2 separate regions of the Drosophila melanogaster genome follow, and region 2 is linked to region 1. The links are chromatin contacts, called in public HiChIP or PLAC-seq maps. All regions are on one chromosome and are shown on one strand. Each heading gives the region's core, a stretch centred on a gene start, on an enhancer-like site or on the middle of the called end of the contact. The rest is flanking DNA. Distances are from core to core; before and after follow the strand shown. Region 1 holds the start of CG8915. Region 2 holds the start of Fim (Fimbrin).

What was found. HiChIP or PLAC-seq counts read pairs in DNA pulled down with a chosen protein or histone mark.
Region 2: an H3K27ac HiChIP or PLAC-seq map of the Kc167 cell line shows a contact between it and region 1, with 3 times the contacts expected there. The contact joins the promoter of Fim here to the promoter of CG8915 in region 1. A contact is called at or near these places in 8 of 107 Hi-C or Micro-C datasets (the Clone 8 cell line, the Kc167 cell line, the OSC cell line and 2 more) and 1 of 6 datasets of contacts at active chromatin or transcription factors (the Kc167 cell line).

Annotation. Positions count from the first base shown.
Region 1 is chrX:17,241,924-17,247,422 of dm6, reverse strand. It overlaps CG8915, which reads left to right and starts at 2,422. Exons shown (of 3, transcript NM_001298440.1): 1 at 2,422-3,189; 2 at 3,292-3,499; 3 at 3,561-5,499. The coding sequence starts at 2,512. All of the region lies in intron 1 of f (forked), which reads right to left. CG42854 reads left to right here and starts at 407. Exons shown (of 4, transcript NM_001201732.2): 1 at 407-677; 2 at 741-894; 3 at 948-1,298; 4 at 1,370-2,070. The coding sequence starts at 456. The coding sequence ends at 1,054.
Region 2 is chrX:17,298,978-17,304,476 of dm6, reverse strand. Fim (Fimbrin) reads left to right here and starts at 2,548. Exons shown (of 5, transcript NM_078661.4): 1 at 2,548-3,117. The coding sequence starts at 3,043. CG5445 reads right to left here. Exons shown (of 5, transcript NM_001298442.1): 3 at 1,087-1,638; 4 at 107-402. The coding sequence starts at 1,562.

The sequences.
Region 1 (5,499 bases), core at 1,173-3,672:
AGTCAAAAAAGCTATATTTCGCTTTGAATACCCTTTTCAAAATATCAGTGATTTTAATACACTTATAAGTTTATATTTATTTTTATATATTGACTTATATTTAACATTCCCTTTTTGTAACCTTTCTGTTGATTTACATGTACGTAACTTAGCATATTGCGTTCCTAGTTGACCTTGGGAAAATTATGTACAAACTTAATTTAATAAAAATTGGAAAAAAAAAGTTTTCATTCGTCTTTATTTTGTTTTTGGTTGATTCAGTTAAAAGCCCAAACCCAGTTAAAAGTTAACCTCAAACTTTCAGAAAGAAAGAAAAACAATTGTCAGGTGTCGATATATCGATAAATTAGCGGTTAAAAGAAGGAACAAAATTTTGAAGCCACGTGCCAACAAAAAAGTTAAGGTTATAGTCGAAGTGGGCAGTGCCTAGCACAACATCTAAAGAAGAATCTCTAATGGAAAAACGCTCTGAGAGGATCAGGCAACGGCTTCGGGCTGCGCAGCTGGAGGAGAACACAAAACAGGCTGCTAGCAATATGGCTTTGGTGAATAAGGTTCTTTTGGGCGGGAAAGCAAAGAATGTGCCTGAGGATGAGGCGTTCCCAGTCTCATCGGATAAGGACCTTGTAGCTTTAGAGCTGAAAATAAGCGAGTCCGAAGAGTCCAAAAAACGCTACGTAAGTAATGTATTTATAGTCTAAATGATCGTAAAATTGATTCTGTTTTTTTTTTTCTTTCAGATTAAAGCAGTAACAAAACTTTTAAAACGCAACAATTTGTCGAAGACAATCAAGAGCGTGATGGCGGAACAGCTCTTGTGCGCTTACAATATAAGCGGCCGTAACGGGAGGAAGGCTTTAAAATCATTTCCACAATTCTTCTCAGTTTTGATTGGTATGTATATTTGTAATTTTGCAGATATATTATTTAAATATTTTTCTTTACAGATTGCATTGGTTCCTTAGTAGGCCAGCAGGCAGCGGAGAGGGCCCTGTCCCACGCACTTGGATGCGTAAAAAATAACGCAAACAAAAAAAAGAAAAAAACGATGTAAATTAAGAAAGTACATACATACATATGTATCTAGCATCCCGAAATCCCTTACAAATCTTAACAACAATTCAAACTACCAGTCAACAATAAGAAACCGTGTCTCTAACCACTTTCCAAAAATGAACCTTATCTGGATCCTCAGTGAAATTAAGAACTATGTACATACATATGTACGTATTTCTTCTAAAACACCACATCTATACATTATGGATAACTATTAAGTTGTAGGGCGTGACACTTAACGAGTAAGTATTATATTTAATTTTTATTGACTCAGCTAACATTCAACGAGCTCATGCTCGCTGTTATCCAATAGGGAGATGGCCATTATGTTGGGATGACTATAAAGCCTTTTGGCATATTGCGCGCTGCTCTTCTTCACCTCTTCCCTGACCCAAGCGAAGCCTAGGACCTCGTTGATGGTGGATTTGTCGTGCAGCACGTGGGCTCCGGTATTATTTCGATATTGGACTTACTGGCCGTTCCCCAGATCGGCCTGACGATCGGATTATATATAAGAAGATTTGTGGATGTCCGCAACTTGGACCCTCTGCCTATATGCCAGTAGAATAATTTTAGTCGGTAGTCTGGCTTTTCTCAATTGGTGCGGCTTGCAGTTGAGACTCCTGATACCTAGGTAATTCGGAGTGGCTTCCTCTGGGATTGTAGCGTGGCCCAGGCTGATGAAGGGACAATGCCCGCTAAGTTCCACCTTTTCTGCCAGGAGTTGCGCAGGCCAGCTGTGCCTGTATTAGTGGCCTCGATTGTTGTGTTCCAGGAAGGCTGTGTCTGCGTCTGCGTATGTGGCTGCCATTAAGGATGGGCTCTGCAACACATGAAGATTCGCCGTGAACGCGCATCATTATACTAAATCATCACTAAGCAACTCCACATCATAATTAACTGTCCTCCCCTTTCGCTACGTAAAACAGTTGCTCTTCGTACAATCTGAACAAGTAATGCCACTGCTAATTTAACAAAACTTCAACCAATTCCATAAAATAAAAATCTACATATGTATTACCTCTCTTACACTGTAAAAATCATTGTCTTTGACCTTATATGTAGCTTAATATAAATAAAAAAGCAAATATACATTCATATGTAAATATGCACATGAATATGTGTGTATGTAGCAGGCAGAAATTCACAATTTGGTTTCAAAAGCTAAATATAAATATAAGTATGCTTAGGTAATGTAAAATTCAGAGTACGAATCACCGTTATAGTAAAAAACATTAAAGATAAATAAATCATATCAAGAACAGTAAAAGTTATAAAAGTTTATCATTTGGGCACACTGCCATCCGGCCCGATAGGCAGCAAAGCCGCCTGATATCGACGCGCAATAGGGTCCGATAACTTCTACAATTCATTGTTATCGAGGTATTGTAGAAATACAGCTGATTGAAAGGCGAATAGAGTTTTGAAAAGCGCACAGAGATTGAACACAGTCGAATGGCGGACAGTGAAGAAGCAGTGAAACGTGGCCGTCGCCAGGGCAGAAAGAAGGCACAACCTATGCCGGAACAGGCGGTAGTGTTGGTGGTCAATGGCCGAGTGACCGGTGGGCCGAAGGGAACTGGCAAACAGAAGACTCGACCGGGCAAGAACGCGAAAGCCGACGCGGGCGACAAGCTGAAGTCCGAGGACGAAAAGATGCTCCGCCAACTGGTCGACGACTTCCTGCAGAGCTGCGAGCCAGAGAAACAGCTCCCCGGACTTACAAAAGCCCAGCGCAGCCACGTTCACCGATTGGCCCAGCATCGCGGGCTTAAGACGGTGAGCAAGGGTCCAGAGGAGAACCGCGTCCTTTTTATAAGTCGCCCACAGTCGGATGGCCAACAGCAATACATTCTTTGCAACACAAAGCTGGACATTTGTCCGCCGCTCCTAGACGTTCTGGGACAAATGGCCGGCAATGTGGAACGCAGATTGATGAACTCCGTTGGAGACTTAAAGTGCAACAAACAGCAATATAAGGATATACGGCTTCCTTCCAACTTCGGCCTGGTCGGGCAGAGGCTTATTCCGCCGCCGCAGAGCAACCGGAACAGGAACATTCAGCACGAGCGCCGGAGCCTGCCCATCTACAAGCAGCGGGAGAGCATCCTCAACGTTCTGCAGCGCGATCAGGTGACCAAATGCTTCCTTTTGATATTAAGTACCTGTACCATTTTCTATTTATATTACGTCAAACACTGAATTGCTACTAATACCTGAGAATCCACCTTACAGGTTTTGATCATTAAAGGAGCCACCGGCTCTGGCAAGTCCACCCAACTTCCCCAGTACATCCTTGAGTGGGCCGCAGAGCATCGTGCTCCAGTCAGGATCGTGGTAAGTCAGCCTCGCCGCATAGCAGCTATCAGTGTCTCGGAGCGCATTTCCAAGGAGCGCGGTGAGGCGCCTGGCACCACAGTGGGCTATAATATTCGCATGAATAGTGAGTAGCAGTTGGCCGTAAAGTAATTATGACTATAACTATAATATTCAATCTCTGCCAGGACAATGCAGCAGCAACACGGTTCTAATGCTGACCACCAGTGGTTGCCTTTTAAGGGCTCTCGCCATGGATAAGAAGTCTTTTTTTAAAAACACCACCCACTTAATCATTGATGAAGCCCACGAGCGTGATTTGGACACAGACTTCCTGCTGCTGGCCACCAAGCTGGAGCTGCAAAAGAATCCGCACCTTCGCCTCGTGCTTATGTCGGCCACCATGGATCTTGAAGCATTGTCCAACTATTTTGGTGGGGGCACTGTAATGGATGTGGAGGGGCGCAGCTTCGAGGTGTCGATCTATCATCTAGAGGACATTCTTAGTAAAACTGGGTACATGCACCCGAGAATGGAGAAGTTTTTGGGCAAGCCGACAGGCAAAGAAACTCCTAGCGAACTACTAGCCGCCTATTATGGAGGTAACACAATCGTACATCCGGATATCGACAATGACTTGATCGTTTCGCTATTGGAATTATTACTGCGCCAAGGTGACGCTGGAGCGGTGATTGTGTACCTGCCAGGCTATAGCGATATGACCTCGCTACTGGCCCGCTTGGAATCGTCTCTGCCGCGGGAACAGATTACTATCATACTGCTTCATAGCCAGGTGGACAACAGCGAGCAACGCAAGGTCTTCCGCACTTATCCTGGCGTGCGTTTAAAGATTATTCTTAGTACCAACATAGGACAAACTTCGATCACCATTCCGGATCTACTCTATGTCATCGACACGGGCCTCGCCAAGATGAAGACCTATGACTCGACCATAGATGCATCGCAGTTAACCCTCACGTGGATCTCGCAGGCGGACGCCAAACAGCGTGCGGGAAGAGCTGGACGCGTGTGCCATGGCAATTGCTATCGTCTGTATGACAACGACCGCATGGCCAGAATGAATCTGTACACCATCCCAGAGATCATGAGGCGTACCTTGGACGAGATATGTCTGCTGACCAAGTTGGCAGCTCCAGACAAGAAAATAGAAAATTTTCTAGCTCTGGCTTTGGATACCCCACCAAAGGATGCCGTAATGCAGTCCTGTTCTAGACTGAAGCTATTGGGCGTGCTCGACGAACGGGACGAGGTCACGCCGCTGGGACATATCGTTGCCGAACTGCCCTTAGGCGTTCAAATCGGCAAATGCCTGGTGTACTCCATTTACTTGCGCTGCCTGGACAGCATGATCATAATTGCGGCCTACCACTCGGTGAGGGATCCCTTTGTTCTAAACATAGAGCGCGGCAAGAAATCAGGGCAGCAGATATCCAGAGTTCTTTTCGCTGGCGACGGAATGAGTGATTCGCTGGCGGTCATTAAACTCTACGAGGAGTTCACCAACTTAAAGCGCAAGGACATCGGCGATTTTTGCGAGCGCAATTTTATTTGCCGTAACGCAATGGAGATGTTCGTCTCGGCGGCGAGTACTCTACGCGACACCGTGTACCGTATCTTCCGCTTTAGCGAGGCCAGTGCTCGTTTGGCCTCGTCCTTCAACAATGATACGAATATGATCCGCCTGGCCCTGACTGCAGGACTGTATCCCAAGTTGGCGTACATGGATCGCGAGAACAAGAACCAGCTGGTGGCTGAAGGAGATCCATTAGTTCAGGTTTCGAGAAGCTCTTGCCTTCGGGGCAAAAAGAAGCAAAAGGATTTGGCCAGCGAGTGGATCCTGTTCGTTGAGAAGACCCGCACTGCTGACCAAATTTCCTCGCTAGAGCATACCACCTTGGTGAGCGGCTTGATGGTGGCTCTGGCAGGCGGAAAACGGTTCATAACCGAGGCGCATGGGTCCGAAATGCTGCTGTGCTTGGACTCCTGGATCCGTTTGAAATGCCCAGCTGAATTTGGACTCCAGCTCCATAAAGTGCGAATGCTAACGGATCGTGAATTCGCCAAGTTGGTAGCGACGCGGAAGCTTAGTCTAATGAGCGATTTTAT
Region 2 (5,499 bases), core at 1,299-3,798, 57 kb before region 1:
GTTTTTTACTTCGAGGATTGAGTATACTAAATTACGTGCAACAATTCTGGTTTGCTAGCTCAGCGTTTGATTCTAGTTCTAAGATCGAGTGCTGTCTCTTGCTCACCGCCAAAGTACCAGCCATTTGAAGTGCACAGCCGCCACATTGTCGGCGGCTGCGTGGGCATCATATCGGCCAGGATATCACAAGTTTCGCCCGGACGTAGGGCGGGCACATTGATGCGCTGCGTCTGGATGGGCGAGGTCAGATAGCAGTTGTTCGGCCAGCGCTCGGTGCCATCGTTCTGCAGCTGAAACGCTTGCTGCTGAGCATTCACTTGCTTCTCCTGGACGATCTTCATCGAAGGCAGCGACTGTAAGCTGCAGAAGTCCAGATAGCAGCCCACCGCCGTCTGCAGGCTCCTATAAATGTGAAAAAATTTGATTAATATGACGAAATTCAACTGGGTTATTAGCAATATGTTTCTAGATGTACATAGTTGGCCTATTCATATCATATATTAAAGAGAACTGAACTTTATAACATATTACAGAAATCAGAACTACTTGAGAGCTAGCTCTAATTTACAAAGATATATCTTTAATTTTATAGCGTCTCTTTAAGTTCTTTTGAGATAAGGCCCTAGAGGGAATTTAAGATAGCGCTTTAATTTTCCTGTTTATAGTTTATAAAGTGTTATTTATCACCATGACAAACTCAAAAATCTACGTTTGTAATCTATAAATGTGTATTCATCAAGCTGGAGGCAATGAAACACAACAATGTAAAATTATTCATAATTCAATAATTATGCATTGTTCTAAATTGTGTATGTTAAAATATAAGAAAGTATGTTAAAATAAAAGAAAAAGGCCTCGATAACATCGCCCATGATGATCGTACCATGGGGATTTCTGAGTACATATGTATATCATTACTAGTAACACATCTTTAAGTAAAATATAGTTTATAAAGACTATAATATGTCCAGAACGCAGGGAAGAAGCTTAAATTCAATGGATTATGAAACATTCTGTGTTCTAACTCCATTTGGAATATTAAACCACAATGGATTTGAGATATTTTACTTATAGCTATATCCTTACCAGTTACTCATCTCTAGGTAAAACCTGGCCGATTCCCGGTTCATCTGGTTGTTCATTAGGCTCTGAAACTGGCTGATGAGGTCTTCGTGGTCCGTGGTGCCCATACAGCTGAACTGTTGCAGCAACAGGGAGTCGATATCGAAGTCGTTCGTCGGTAGACACTTGATCGTGGATGCGGATGCGTTAGCGGTTGTTGCGGATGGACTGGGACTCAGATTTGAGTTGGGATTCGCATTCGAATTTGGACTGTTGTTCGGAGCGGAGTGCGGCCCTGGGGGCGCGGGCAGGGGAATGGCCATCATGGGATTTGTGGTTGTTGTTGTATTGGTTGTGAGCCCGAATAACGGTTCACATTGCATCTGTTGTTGCTGCTGCTGCTGGCTGTCCGAATTTGGATTCGGATTCGGATTTAGATTCAGATTCATGTTCATGTTCTGCATCTCGGCGGCGTTTTCGTAGTTCTCCTCCACATCCATCTCGCTCACTGTCTTGATCTCGCTCTGTCTTTCTCTCACAGTTTGTCTCCTTTGTTTGCTTTCTCCCCCTTTCTTTCTGTAATTAATATATCAAATCAAAATCGCAATCAAATGAAAATGCGTTTTACGCTTTTGTTGTTGTTTCAGCACTTGTACACGCACGCACACCGACGCACGCTTGGTTGGAAATACTCGCAAGCACGCGCGCACACACAGATGCAGCAGCTGGTTTTAAAGGGCGACAAAAACAACAACAGCGACGGTCACCATGGCCAAGGGGGCGAGGCGGGGGGCGTTTCGGCTTCCAGCGTCCGCTGGCGTGACCTGTGACCTCAAAGAAAGCCGAAAAGCGATCGCTTCAAAGCGAAGAAATGCGGGAATAAAATAAAAAGGCAACAATACTGGACCCTGCGGTGTGACCAGGCGATTCTATTCTTTTAGACAAAAGAAGAGGAACCGTGGCGAGCCGACCGCGAAATACTACCCGATAGCGGAAAAATACTAAACGTTTATGTTTGTTAACATTGTAATATGATGTGCGTCAAAGAAAGAGATAAAGAAATATCTTTTTCGAATTCACCTCCTAATAAAGAAAAATAACTGAATAAAAAACGTCCCCATAATTCAAATTCCAACGTTCTTCAATTGCTGCTAACTCAACAACGGAAATTCTACGCACATGTAAAATGTAAAAAAAATAAATTTGCGCACATAACTTAGCATAAGCAGCTTTAAGCTTTTTTTAAATTCTCTTCCAAGCTTAAATTAACTATATTTAAACTTGAAGAAAAACAATGTGCTGTCTATTATGACATTAAGAGGTATTTCAATTCTATCGAAAATTTAAGTTCAAATGGAATACTGTGCTCAGTTTTGGAAATATCGCGGTAAGTACCACCGTATTTTTGTAGGTTTTTCAAATTCCAAAACGGGCACACTGTTTTCGCTCCGTTGTCTTCTTTCATTTCTCACAATACAACCTGCAATTTAGTTTTCTGTTTGTTGTTAAACATCTAACAAAAGCGCTTCGCACGCACAGCAAACCGGTCGATTCCGAATTCAGACGTGCTAAATAACGTTTGAAAACAAAATTTGCTCGGTTGACGTTGTAAATAACAACACGGAGGCTTTAAATCTGGCTTCATCTTTTTTTTTTTGGTAAAAACCAGCAACAAACAAAACCAGCAACGAGTGTGTATGGGTGAAAAGTTAAGAAAAAAGTAAAAGAAGTTTAAGAATATTAGCACAGAAACGCACAAATACATAGATACGTATAGGAAAAGGAGCGCGCGGTAAAACAAAAAAGAAGAGGAGCAAAAAGAAGAAAATCGCCGACTGCGAAAACGGCGACAAAGTGAAATTGATTATAAACGGATAATTTATTTAAAATAATTACCAATCAGCGGCGTCAGTTATAAATAATTAAGAAAGTCAAGAAGAAAAGCAGCAGCAGCACACCACACACACATCGGCAGCGAAAATGGCAACACTTAACAAATTCACAAAAACGCTGTCCATTGATGAAAAGGCGGAGATCAAGGAGAAATTCATAGAGGTGAGATGACAAAAAGAGCAGCAAAACGAAATGGTTTTAGCAATGGCAATAGCAACATTCAATCAATAAGAGTCATAGGTGGCAAATTGTTGAAATTCAAATTGAATGACTCACACACACACGCACGCATGAGGCGCAGGAAGAAAACCGTTAAGCGGTGCATGTGGGCGTCGGCGTTGACAATGGGGAGCAGCGACGCTGACGCCAACGCCGGCTGCGCAGCCGACAGCGCGGCTGGCCTTCAACAGTGCAAAGCAACCCCCCATGAAGTGGACTTAAGCGAAGAAGAAGCAGTGGCGGGGGCAGCAGGAGCAGGAGAAGAACAGAGTCGGACTTTGAAAGGGTCTTACCACTCCGATTTTAGTTCATGTTCTTGCTTAGTTTTTAATCGACAAAGAAGCAGAACCAGCAAGAAGTTAATTAAATTGGGAATTGTAAAACTAAAACTTAACTTAATCAGCTGGCACGAATGTTGGACAGGAGAAGAGGAAATCGTACAAGAACAGAGATCAAATTTTGCATTACACTTACGAGAGTAACTTAGTCCTTTAGCCCTTCAAAATCCCCCCTTGATCCGCCACTGGAAAAGACCGTGAAAAGAAGCAAAGACAAGCATCGCTAGCTAACGGTTAATGCGCTGCGCCCGCTGCTGCATATGCCAGTGCGAGGGAGAGGGGCGCGTGCGTGGATGTGGGTGGGAGGGGACAGCAGATGAGCAAACAAGTTTCCCTTTCCCGCATCTCTTATCTCCCGCTCTTCGCACAGTGGAGAGTCGTTATCAAGAGTACGAGAAGCAAGAGGAAAAAATTACTTTAATTTGTACTATAAAGTGAATTTTGTTTTTGATTTCTTTATGTGTATTGTGTATTGTGGTAAATTGGAATGCAAAAGCTGTTGACGAATATTGCACTTATCAAACTGTCTGAGCCATGTACCGTAAAAACGAAACTAGATAAACCAAGCCGACATCCACAGTAGACACATTACTTTGTCTTGTCACCGCCTCGATAAAGTATGCAAATATTTCTTATCGTGCATCGAGAATTTCCTTCGAATGTTTACAGAAGAAAACACTTTTTTGTCTTATTTTTTGGGTGGAGCCCTCTGCAACTGCAAAGCCCAAAACGAAATCATTACGAGTATAAGGGCAGCGCATGCGTGGAGAAACGCAAGTTCAATGCCGCAGTCGGCGTCGCTGCCCATCCCCCATAGTGACTAATGCTAAAAGCAAACTAAAAAATAACACAACAATGTTGACACCAACCAACCAACCATCATCTTTCACTTGACGAACGAATCTTTCTTGCGAATTTCGCGAGAATAATATTTGGGCAAGGCCAGCGGTATAAAGTTAGCGTATAACGTGCATTTATTTCCATACCATGACACCACGTAAAAGTCGCTCTACTGCCACCCCTTTTTTTTGGTGGGGTTCGCAGGGGGCGGAGTGGAATAGCATGAAAACCAGTTTCTGCTTAAACTAAAAATAAATATAAAAATCACAGGCCAGGGCACATATATACAAGCCCCGTCACCGGGAGAGCGTGAAAAACTACGTCTCAGCTCGGTCGCAGCTTCAATTCAGATTCAGATATCTGCTCTCAAACGCAAGACAAGTCGCACAGTGGGTCGCCGGCGGTTGGCCCTACGAAATGAATTCAAAAACCATACATCGGTATTGCCGACAATAGGAGTGCTTATTCGGTTTCATTGAATATCATTCAATCTTGTTATTACTATGTTACATTTATAGTTTTGAGCATTGCTATTCATTATATACATGCATAAGTACTAACACTATTGCAGTGAACTTCGCAATCAAGCAACATTCGATACCTACAATTCGTAGTTTTTGACCCACTGTGCATTCGTCACCTTGGTTCAGGGGGCAACCGGAGTCGAGCAATTTTCGTTCAATTTTATGCACACACTTAATAGTTTACAATTGTTTCTTGCTGATTTTCGCTCGCCCGACTGCTCGAATCCCGCTCTGCATTTGGCATTTGGCTTTTCGCTGAGCTCGTAATTCCCGGCAATTCCGAAACCAAAAAAAGAGGAATATAATAAACGCCCACGCTGCAATTGCTTCGAGTGCAGGCCATAAAATCCATATATGCTGGAAGACATAAAAAAAAAACCATGCTTGATTGCAACTGCCAACGAAAACGGAATGCAGGCAAAAAAAAAAGAATCTAATCTTGTCTTGAAAACCTCTTCGTTAAATATAAAATTTAAAATTAAAAGTATCATCTCATTGATAAATTCGCATTACTAAATAACACCACATTTTATCTCAGTGTACCATTTAAGTCGACTGCCGTCGCACGCGTCTTTGGCCGTTAATCGGTCGAACAATGTGGGTCCATTGTGCTTGGAACTCCA